2 separate regions of the Mus musculus genome follow, and region 2 is linked to region 1. Evidence: chromatin contacts called from public HiChIP or PLAC-seq data. All regions are on one chromosome and are shown on one strand. The core of a region is the stretch at or near the end of the contact, and the rest is flanking DNA. Distances in the headings are between cores, read along the strand shown.

Region 1 (3,958 bases), core at 220-2,719:
CATCCAGCCTAGAACCCCAAGCCTTCTTCTCTTACACCCGTCTCTTTCTCAGGACCCAACTGAGGTAGACTCATCCTGTTTGAGAGTCCCAGGGTCCCCAGTGGTAGCAGACACATGGCTCTCAGCAAACCCAAAGGGCTTCAGCATCCTTTCTCCTGCAGAGAATCCAGACGGCCTCTGTCCACTCCTGGGACTGCCTGTGCTGCATTCTGGAAGTAGTGTGTCACACAAAGGTCAGACACCAGCCTTTCTGCTAACTGGGGTGTGGGGGCGCTGTTAAGGGGTGTAGCTGTGTATTCCTGTCATGTCTGTGCACACATGCATATTTGTAGCCTCTACAAAGCTGGCTCAGTGAGTATTGGGCAAGTTATCTGTGGACCTGTCGGAGGACTTCTCTCTCTAACAGGCTGTAGTGGCTGGGTATCTCTCCCATCTCATCTCCCTTTATCTGCACCATGTCTGGGTACCTGCATCTCCTCTGCACTGGAGACTGGTGCCTACTAGTCTATATGTCTTTCAGCCCTGGCAGCTGCTATCCCCCACCCCCCTCCCCTTCCTACTTCAGGAATTCCTCTGGTTCCCGTAAGGCCCGTGACTGCCCAGCAGATGGTGTGGAGGGGGCACCAATCCAGTAAAGGCTGAAAGTGTACCACAGGCCCACTCAGCCCCAACAAGAGTGGGCACCTCACAGGCCCTTTCATGGCACAGACCCTTGGAACCCCGACATCCTCAGCACCCTGTGAGGTGCCCACTCTTGTTGGGGTGGGTGTTACGTCCGAGTTTGGGGGCTGTGTCTTTAAGATGGAAACATCACCATGCAACTTCTGCTGGTCCAAGGGCGGGGGTGGGGGTGGGAGAGCTGGTCAGTCCATTAGCTGCAGAGCTGGCGCCAATCACCAGCCCTTTACCGTGCCCTGGGGAGTAGGCAGAGATAAGCTCTTCCCCAGCTCCCTCTGCCTCAGCCCTCGGTTGTGGCCAATGATGGGGGGCAGTTGACAACAGGTGAAAGGAGAACCCCAGTTTCAGGAGACAGGAGGAGGCACGAATTCCCTGGCTTAGGCCAGGTTAGCTCTCCCTCCACCTACCCCACTTCTCATTGCTCAAAACTTGCCCTTTTCCTCAGGTCCTCATATTCCCTAATTTTTACCCCCTCTTCTGAGAGGGCACCCCAGGTCAAGCCATGTCCTCCCATTCTAGGCTCCAGCGTTGGATGCATGCTCTAAGGTAGACCTTAGCCCACCTCCATCACATCCCGGATCTCAGCCAGCAACAAGGGGGAATCAAGCAGGCAGGGTGCCAGCAACCAGGAGAGGGAAGGGGTGGTGTCCTCTCTCTGCAGGGTGGGGCATCCCCCTCCCCACACAGCCCAAGGCTGAAGTCAGGCCAGTGGGAGGAGCTGTCGTGGCCCCCCACCCCCCCTCCCCGGAGACCGCAGGGCTATAAAGCCGCCCCGCATCGGTCTGCAGCTCCTTGCCACCCGGCCTAGTTCTGCCAAGCGCTGAATGCCATCTTCCGCCAGCATGAGCCATCATCACTCGTCGGGCCTGCGGTCCAGCATCAGCTCCACCTCGTACCGCCGGACCTTTGGGCCGCCGCCCTCACTGTCCCCCGGGGCTTTCTCCTACTCGTCCAGCTCTCGCTTCTCCAGCAGCCGCCTGCTGGGCTCGGGGTCCCCGAGCTCCTCGGCGCGGCTGGGCAGCTTCCGTGCCCCTCGAGCGGGGGCACTGCGCTTGCCCTCGGAGCGCCTCGATTTCTCCATGGCCGAGGCCCTCAACCAAGAGTTCCTGGCCACTCGGAGCAACGAGAAGCAAGAGTTACAGGAGCTCAACGACCGCTTCGCCAACTTCATCGAGAAGGTGCGCTTCTTGGAGCAGCAGAACGCAGCCCTGCGCGGGGAGCTGAGCCAGGCGCGGGGCCAGGAGCCGGCGCGCGCCGACCAGCTTTGCCAGCAGGAGCTGCGCGAGCTGCGGCGCGAACTGGAGCTGCTGGGCCGGGAGCGCGACCGGGTGCAGGTGGAGCGGGACGGGCTGGCGGAGGACCTAGCGGCGCTCAAGCAGAGGTCAGAGGGCAGGACCGGGCCTGCCAGACGCTCCCTTCGCTCCCCCTGCCTTCCCCTCCAGATCCAACAGCCCTAGGGCGTGGCCGGGCTGGCCAACCCCAGGGCGAGCCTGCAGCATCCAAGCCAGCCCCCTCCCTGCACTTTGCTCCGAGAGCCTAGCGGAAGTGACCAGACATTAAGGGGACTCCCTTCTCTGTTCCTAGTCCGTTAGACGGGCAGACTGAATCCCTCCTTTTAGATCCAGGACAGCTGCATAAGCAGATGGGGGCGGGGTGCTGGATGTGGCACGAGGTCTGGGAGGTCACCCCGCAGTTCAGCATCTTCCCACTCTGCCTGTCAGGTTAGAAGAAGAAACCCGCAAGCGGGAGGATGCGGAGCACAACCTGGTGCTCTTCCGTAAGGTGAGTGAGGGGTCACGTCGAGTCCCAACACCCCAGCTGCACCCCCAGCTGCGTCTCCAGGGTGGCATCGGTGGGTTAAGGGAGGCCACTCCGTGCTTCCGAGACAGACAGGGAAGACCTGGCCCTTCCCTGGCCTGAGGAGCCCTCCTATTGATCCCCTATTCCCGTTCGCGAAGGACGTGGACGACGCCACTCTGTCCCGCCTAGAACTGGAGCGCAAGATTGAGTCTCTGATGGATGAAATTGAGTTCCTCAAGAAGCTACACGAAGAGGTGGGTGGTCGGGGTGTCTGGGAAGGCTTGGGAGAGACCTCGCTGAAGCTGCGCAGACAACAGGGATGCGTTGTGATGACAACCCCACCCTTTACAGGTGTTTTTGACTCCCACCCATGCGCCACCTGTTGGCGATAGGGGTAACTACACCCTGAACCTGACAACTGGCTTAAGGGCAACTTGGGCTCAGGTCTCAGAATTCAGAGGGGGTGCACTCCCTAGCACCCCCTTCTGTTCAAGAAAAAGGGGAGCTTTTTAATTAATTAATTAATTAATTAATTAATTAATTAATTAATGTTCTATTCACAACCCCCGCCTTTCCTGTCCCGTAGGAACTTCGAGACCTGCAGGTGAGCGTAGAGAGCCAGCAGGTGCAGCAGGTGGAGGTAGAGGCAACAGTGAAGCCAGAGCTGACGGCGGCGCTGAGGGACATCCGTGCACAGTACGAGAACATCGCGGCAAAGAATCTGCAGGAGGCAGAGGAGTGGTATAAGTCGAAAGTGCGAGAGCATTGGGGGAACCCTGGGGGACCAAGGGTGGGGAGGCACTGGGAATGGCGGTGCGCATCCCAGCCGGGCTTGTCTGCTACCGCGCAGTATGCTGACCTGTCGGACGCCGCCAACCGCAACCATGAGGCCCTACGCCAGGCCAAGCAAGAGATGAACGAGTCTCGACGTCAGATCCAGAGTCTGATGTGCGAGGTGGATGGGCTGCGAGGCACGGTGAGCACTGTGAGGCTGTCTGGGGGCGGGGGGGGGGGGCGGCAGTGGATGGATGCTGAAAACCCTTCCGACTGCCCGCATCTTCTTCCCCTTCCCCAGAATGAGGCGCTGCTCAGACAGCTGCGGGAGCTGGAAGAGCAGTTCGCCCTGGAGGCTGGAGGGTACCAAGCAGGCGCAGCACGGCTGGAGGAAGAGCTTCGACAGCTGAAGGAAGAGATGGCGAGGCACCTGCGAGAGTACCAGGAGCTCCTTAACGTCAAGATGGCCCTGGACATCGAGATAGCCACCTACAGGAAGCTACTGGAAGGGGAGGAGAGCCGGTGAGTGGCGAGGCTACTGGGACAGGTCAGGGATGGTAGGGACTGGGACCTGGCGAAGGGAATGACCAGGCTGTGTGCTTTGTCCTCAGGATCTCAGTGCCGGTTCATTCCTTTGCCTCTCTAAGTTTAAAGACGACTGGTGAGTCCTCCTTGCCTGGCTTCCAGCCTGCATCTCCTTTACCTC
Region 2 (3,964 bases), core at 664-3,163, 300 kb after region 1:
TGCGACCTTGACTGTGGAGGCCAGAGGCTGACACTGGCTGTGTTCCTCAATGGCTCCCCATCTCATTCTTTCAGACAGGGTCTCTCAGTCAACCGGAGCTCAAGGACTCTGCAAAGCTGGCTTCACAGCTGACCCAGGGATGCTCTTGCACCCCAGCCCTGGACCCCTGACACATTAACACCTTGGCCAGCTTTCTACGTGGGTGCTAGAGATCGAACTCAGGCCCTAAGCATCTCACCAACTGAGCCAGCTCCCCAACCCAAGCACTGTTCACAACACAAATTACTTAGGACGAGATGCCCTTCCACCTTTAAAGACAAGAAAGAGTTAGGAAAAGAAAACAAGTTTAAAGTTTGGACAATAAGTTGAAGCATCTACATACGGTTCAAGTGTAACGGGTGGGACCATTTCCAATCCAGTTTTACTCAAACTATTCTGCTTCTCTAACCTCTGAGGATTAAACGTTTATTTTTCACATATTTCAACCATTTAACTTTCAATGAGCAAACTCATGAGTGGTCAGGGACCACTTACCAACTAATCGCTAATCTCTATTCCCTAATGAAAGATTGGGCAGCAGGGCCTCCTCAAAGCCTTTCCTAGCATCAGTCAATCTTCAGACAGAACTCCCTGTGGATGTAAGGTCCATCCTGAGCCAAGCTCACTTCTCTGTAACCAGGCTCCTCTATTCCAAACGGCAGCTTCCCAACAGCCGGCTCATTCTCCCTTTTTAACCTCGTCCCATCCTGCTCGGTCTGCAGCGCCTCCTCTCCTCTGGACTACCCTAGTCACTTTTAAGACAAGACTTAAAGCAGTACCTGACTTCATTCCTGAACCAGGCTGATCTTGCCCTCCTCTGACTCCTGTGTGGTTACAACTGACTGACTGACATCTCAGCACCTCAAGAATTCCCTCTGAGTGGCTCTTTTGTTTTCTTTTTCTATGGAGACAAGGTCTTGTGTAGCCCAGGCTAGCCTGGAACTCACTATGTAGTAAAAATAACCTCTGACCCTCCTACCTTAATCTCCAAAGTGCAGAGGTCACAGGAGTGCACTACATGCTCATTTTATGGATCAAACACAGTGCCATACACATGCTCGATAAGTACTCTACCAATTGAGCTACATCCCGGCCTCAAGAGTGTTCTTTGTTTCTTAGAAACATGTAACTGAGCAAGGCAAATCGTATCCTCTTATGGGGAAAGCCAACTTTGACGCTCATGCTGGGCTTAATGCTCCCGTTCAAAATACAGTGCTCGGCGCTCATTTGTCTCTCCAACTCAGGCAGCATCATTTATATATTTGGCACGCTCTAAAGCGCTCAGGAGAGTGCCTTGTGCATAGAAAGGAATGACTGAACAGAGTAGATCTGAGACTTGCCAATCTAAATGAGGTCTTTGCTTGGCTCTCTTAATCTATTCTTTGCTCCCAAAGACAATCCTATTTTTGTTTTTGGTTGGGATTCGTGAGATAATATTCTGCTGTATGTCCCAGCTGCCTCTAAACTCATTACCCAGCCCAAGCTGTTTCAAACTCACTATGGCTCTCATGATGACTTAGACCTGATCCTCCAGCCTCCAAGCCACCAAGTGCACGTGCCATCACACCTATATTGTAATTACCTTTTTTTTTTTTTTGACAGCTTCTCATTATTCCAGGTTATCCTTGAACATGCTCTATAGATGAGGCTGGCCCTGAACTACTGGTCTTCCTGCCAACATCTCCCAAGCACTACGATTACAGGTGTGCGTCACCCGACTGTAAACAAGAGGTCAACTCTGGGAAGAGGAGCGTGTAAAAATGTGGACTCGAGCCAGTGTGGTTTGTGGCTGTAATCCCGGCACTCAGGAGGATGAGGCCCAAGTGAGACACCTGTGTGAGCCAGTGAGTTCCAGGCTAGTTCGGTGCCATGCAATGTGAGATCATGTTTCAAAACAAACGGAAATACAACATGGCTTTGGAGTCAGAAAGCTTGGATGCAGACCCTGGTTACTTACTAATTCTTTAATCCTGAATCATTTAACCTTCCTGGACCTCAGCTTTCCCATCTACGACACAGAAATAACTGCTTTAGTCTGGAGCTGTGGCTTAGCGGTAGATCATATGCCTTGCACGCTTGAGACCCTACATTCAGCTTTAGCATGCACACAAATCTAAAACAACAAACAAACAAACAAACGAAAACAAACAACCCAAAAAAAAAAAAAAAAAAACTCCTGCTTTACACAGCCATGATGAAGGAATAAGACAGTTTGTGCCAAGTAACTGCTTGGGGCTGGCATTCCACTACCATCCAGTAAATATGATCAAAAGGTGATCTGGAACATTCCCGTGGTGGAAGGCCACTGGATGTCATCTGTCCCACTTTCCAGAGTGGCCACGTTCATTACATTGTCTTTTTCTGTTTTTCATTTTTTAAAGCACTATTAGTTATCCTTTTCCTAAAAGACAAGACTCTAGAGAACAATGCTGCTACAGGGTCCTGAGGAGCCCCGGCTCAGCTAAGTCAGAGCTGAGGCTCACTGTCTTTGCTGATGTCACTGCAGCTTCACCAAGGCGAGACGTGCAAGTTTAGCTGGACCTAAAATGAAAGAGACTAAAAATATACAACCTGCCTGAGTCCAAGGAACCAGGATGCCACTCAACAACCTAAATTGCAGCCTTGGGGCAGATGGACATCTTTCTTCTGTAAGAGCCAATGCCCAGGTCGCCACAGGCAGGTGACAGGCAGGAAGGAAGGAGCTACCAATCCTATGGGTGTCCCCCCCTCTCTCCTGTTCATCTTTTGACTGAGTGCAAAGCAAGAGAAATTTTTATCATTACCATTCAAAGTTGAAGTTCCCTCCTCCAACTCTATTTTTAGTCTTCTATTTTCCTTAAAAGAGTAATACATAATATAAATATATTTTTTTTGATAAATTCAATCTTCCCTGATGGTCAACACAATTTGGTTCTGATTCTTTTAGGCCTTTTCTCTACATAAGTAAGTACATACTCTATCATACAGCATTACTGTCTGAACTACCTCTTTAGATTATTATTTTTGTACATGCACACACTCCTATCTTGGAGATTCCCATCAGCTACAGATAGTAAATGATGCTTACCTATACCAGGTAGTTAGCTGTACAATGATAAGCAAACATAATGTCCCCACCCTCAGGGAGTCAGTAATGTAGGAAAAAGGATAAATAAGTAATTAAGTAAATAATCTCAAGATGAAAAATAACACAGAGGAATGAACAAGATTCTAAGATAGAATCGCTTCTCAGCTTTTTGGCTAAAATCAAGGGTAGGACTCTTAGGTAGACAGTCATAAGCAGGGCTGGGAAGTAGGTGGCGATTGCAAAGCGGAAGCCCTGAGTTATAAACTGAGTAATTTAAAGACTCGGGCAAATGGCACCCCAAGCAGATAGAGCTTGTGCAAAGGCCCTAACATAGAAATGTTCTGGATGAAAGACTAATATCTTAAATTTGGCTCTTTTGTAGAGAGAGGAAAATGGCTGCTTGACTGTAATACAAGCAAGGCTGATCCCGGCATGGATGGAGATGGTGGCAGTAGAGAAAAACTGATGTATGTTGTTAGAGATGAAACAGTGGGGAATTTCATATGGATTGTGTACTGAGAAAGAAGAGAAAATTAGAGAGTACTCACAGGATCTGCTTTGAGCAGCAAGGAAAATGGAAGAAGTCCCAATTTAAAAAAAGAAGAGAAGAGAAGAGAAGAGAAGAGAAGAGAAGAGAAGAGAAGAGAAGAGAAGAGAAGAAAAGAGAAGAGAAGAGAAGAGAAGAGAAAAGAGAAAAGAGAAAAGAAGCAAGCAGCATTTAGCAGCATCGCGGAGTACCCATGGCGTGGACCTCTGTGCATATGTGTAATCACTTCTGGAGAAATACTTCCCAGAATAAAGATGGCTGAAGTAAAAGAAGCATGCATTTCAAACTGACAGAGCCCTAAAAAGTGTCAC

The links. HiChIP or PLAC-seq counts read pairs in DNA pulled down with a chosen protein or histone mark.
Region 2: a contact with region 1 is called in a FOXA1 HiChIP or PLAC-seq map of pancreatic cancer cells. The contact joins the enhancer-like site here to the promoter of Prph in region 1. A contact is called at or near these places in 4 of 39 promoter capture datasets (the 3T3-L1 cell line, embryonic stem cells and stem cell-derived epiblast-like cells), 1 of 484 Hi-C or Micro-C datasets (nephron progenitors), 4 of 115 datasets of contacts at active chromatin or transcription factors (T-cell acute lymphoblastic leukemia, extraembryonic endoderm stem cells, pancreatic cancer cells and 1 more) and 1 of 9 other capture datasets (pancreatic islet).

What each region holds. Positions count from the first base shown.
Region 1 is chr15:99,053,705-99,057,662 of GRCm38.p6, forward strand. It overlaps Prph (peripherin), which reads left to right and starts at 1,470. Exons shown (of 8, transcript NM_013639.2): 1 at 1,470-2,059; 2 at 2,400-2,460; 3 at 2,637-2,732; 4 at 3,065-3,454; 5 at 3,554-3,774; 6 at 3,864-3,913. The coding sequence starts at 1,503.
Region 2 is chr15:99,357,273-99,361,236 of GRCm38.p6, forward strand. All of the region lies in intron 1 of Fmnl3 (formin-like 3), which reads right to left. Among named protein-coding and RNA genes, the nearest start is that of Gm22951, 8.9 kb to the right of the region's middle. Within about 2 kb of position 1,914, at least 17 of the 459 cell types and tissues checked have an H3K27ac peak or open chromatin away from gene starts, as enhancers often do. A contact at or near this core is called in pancreatic cancer cells, where this site is marked.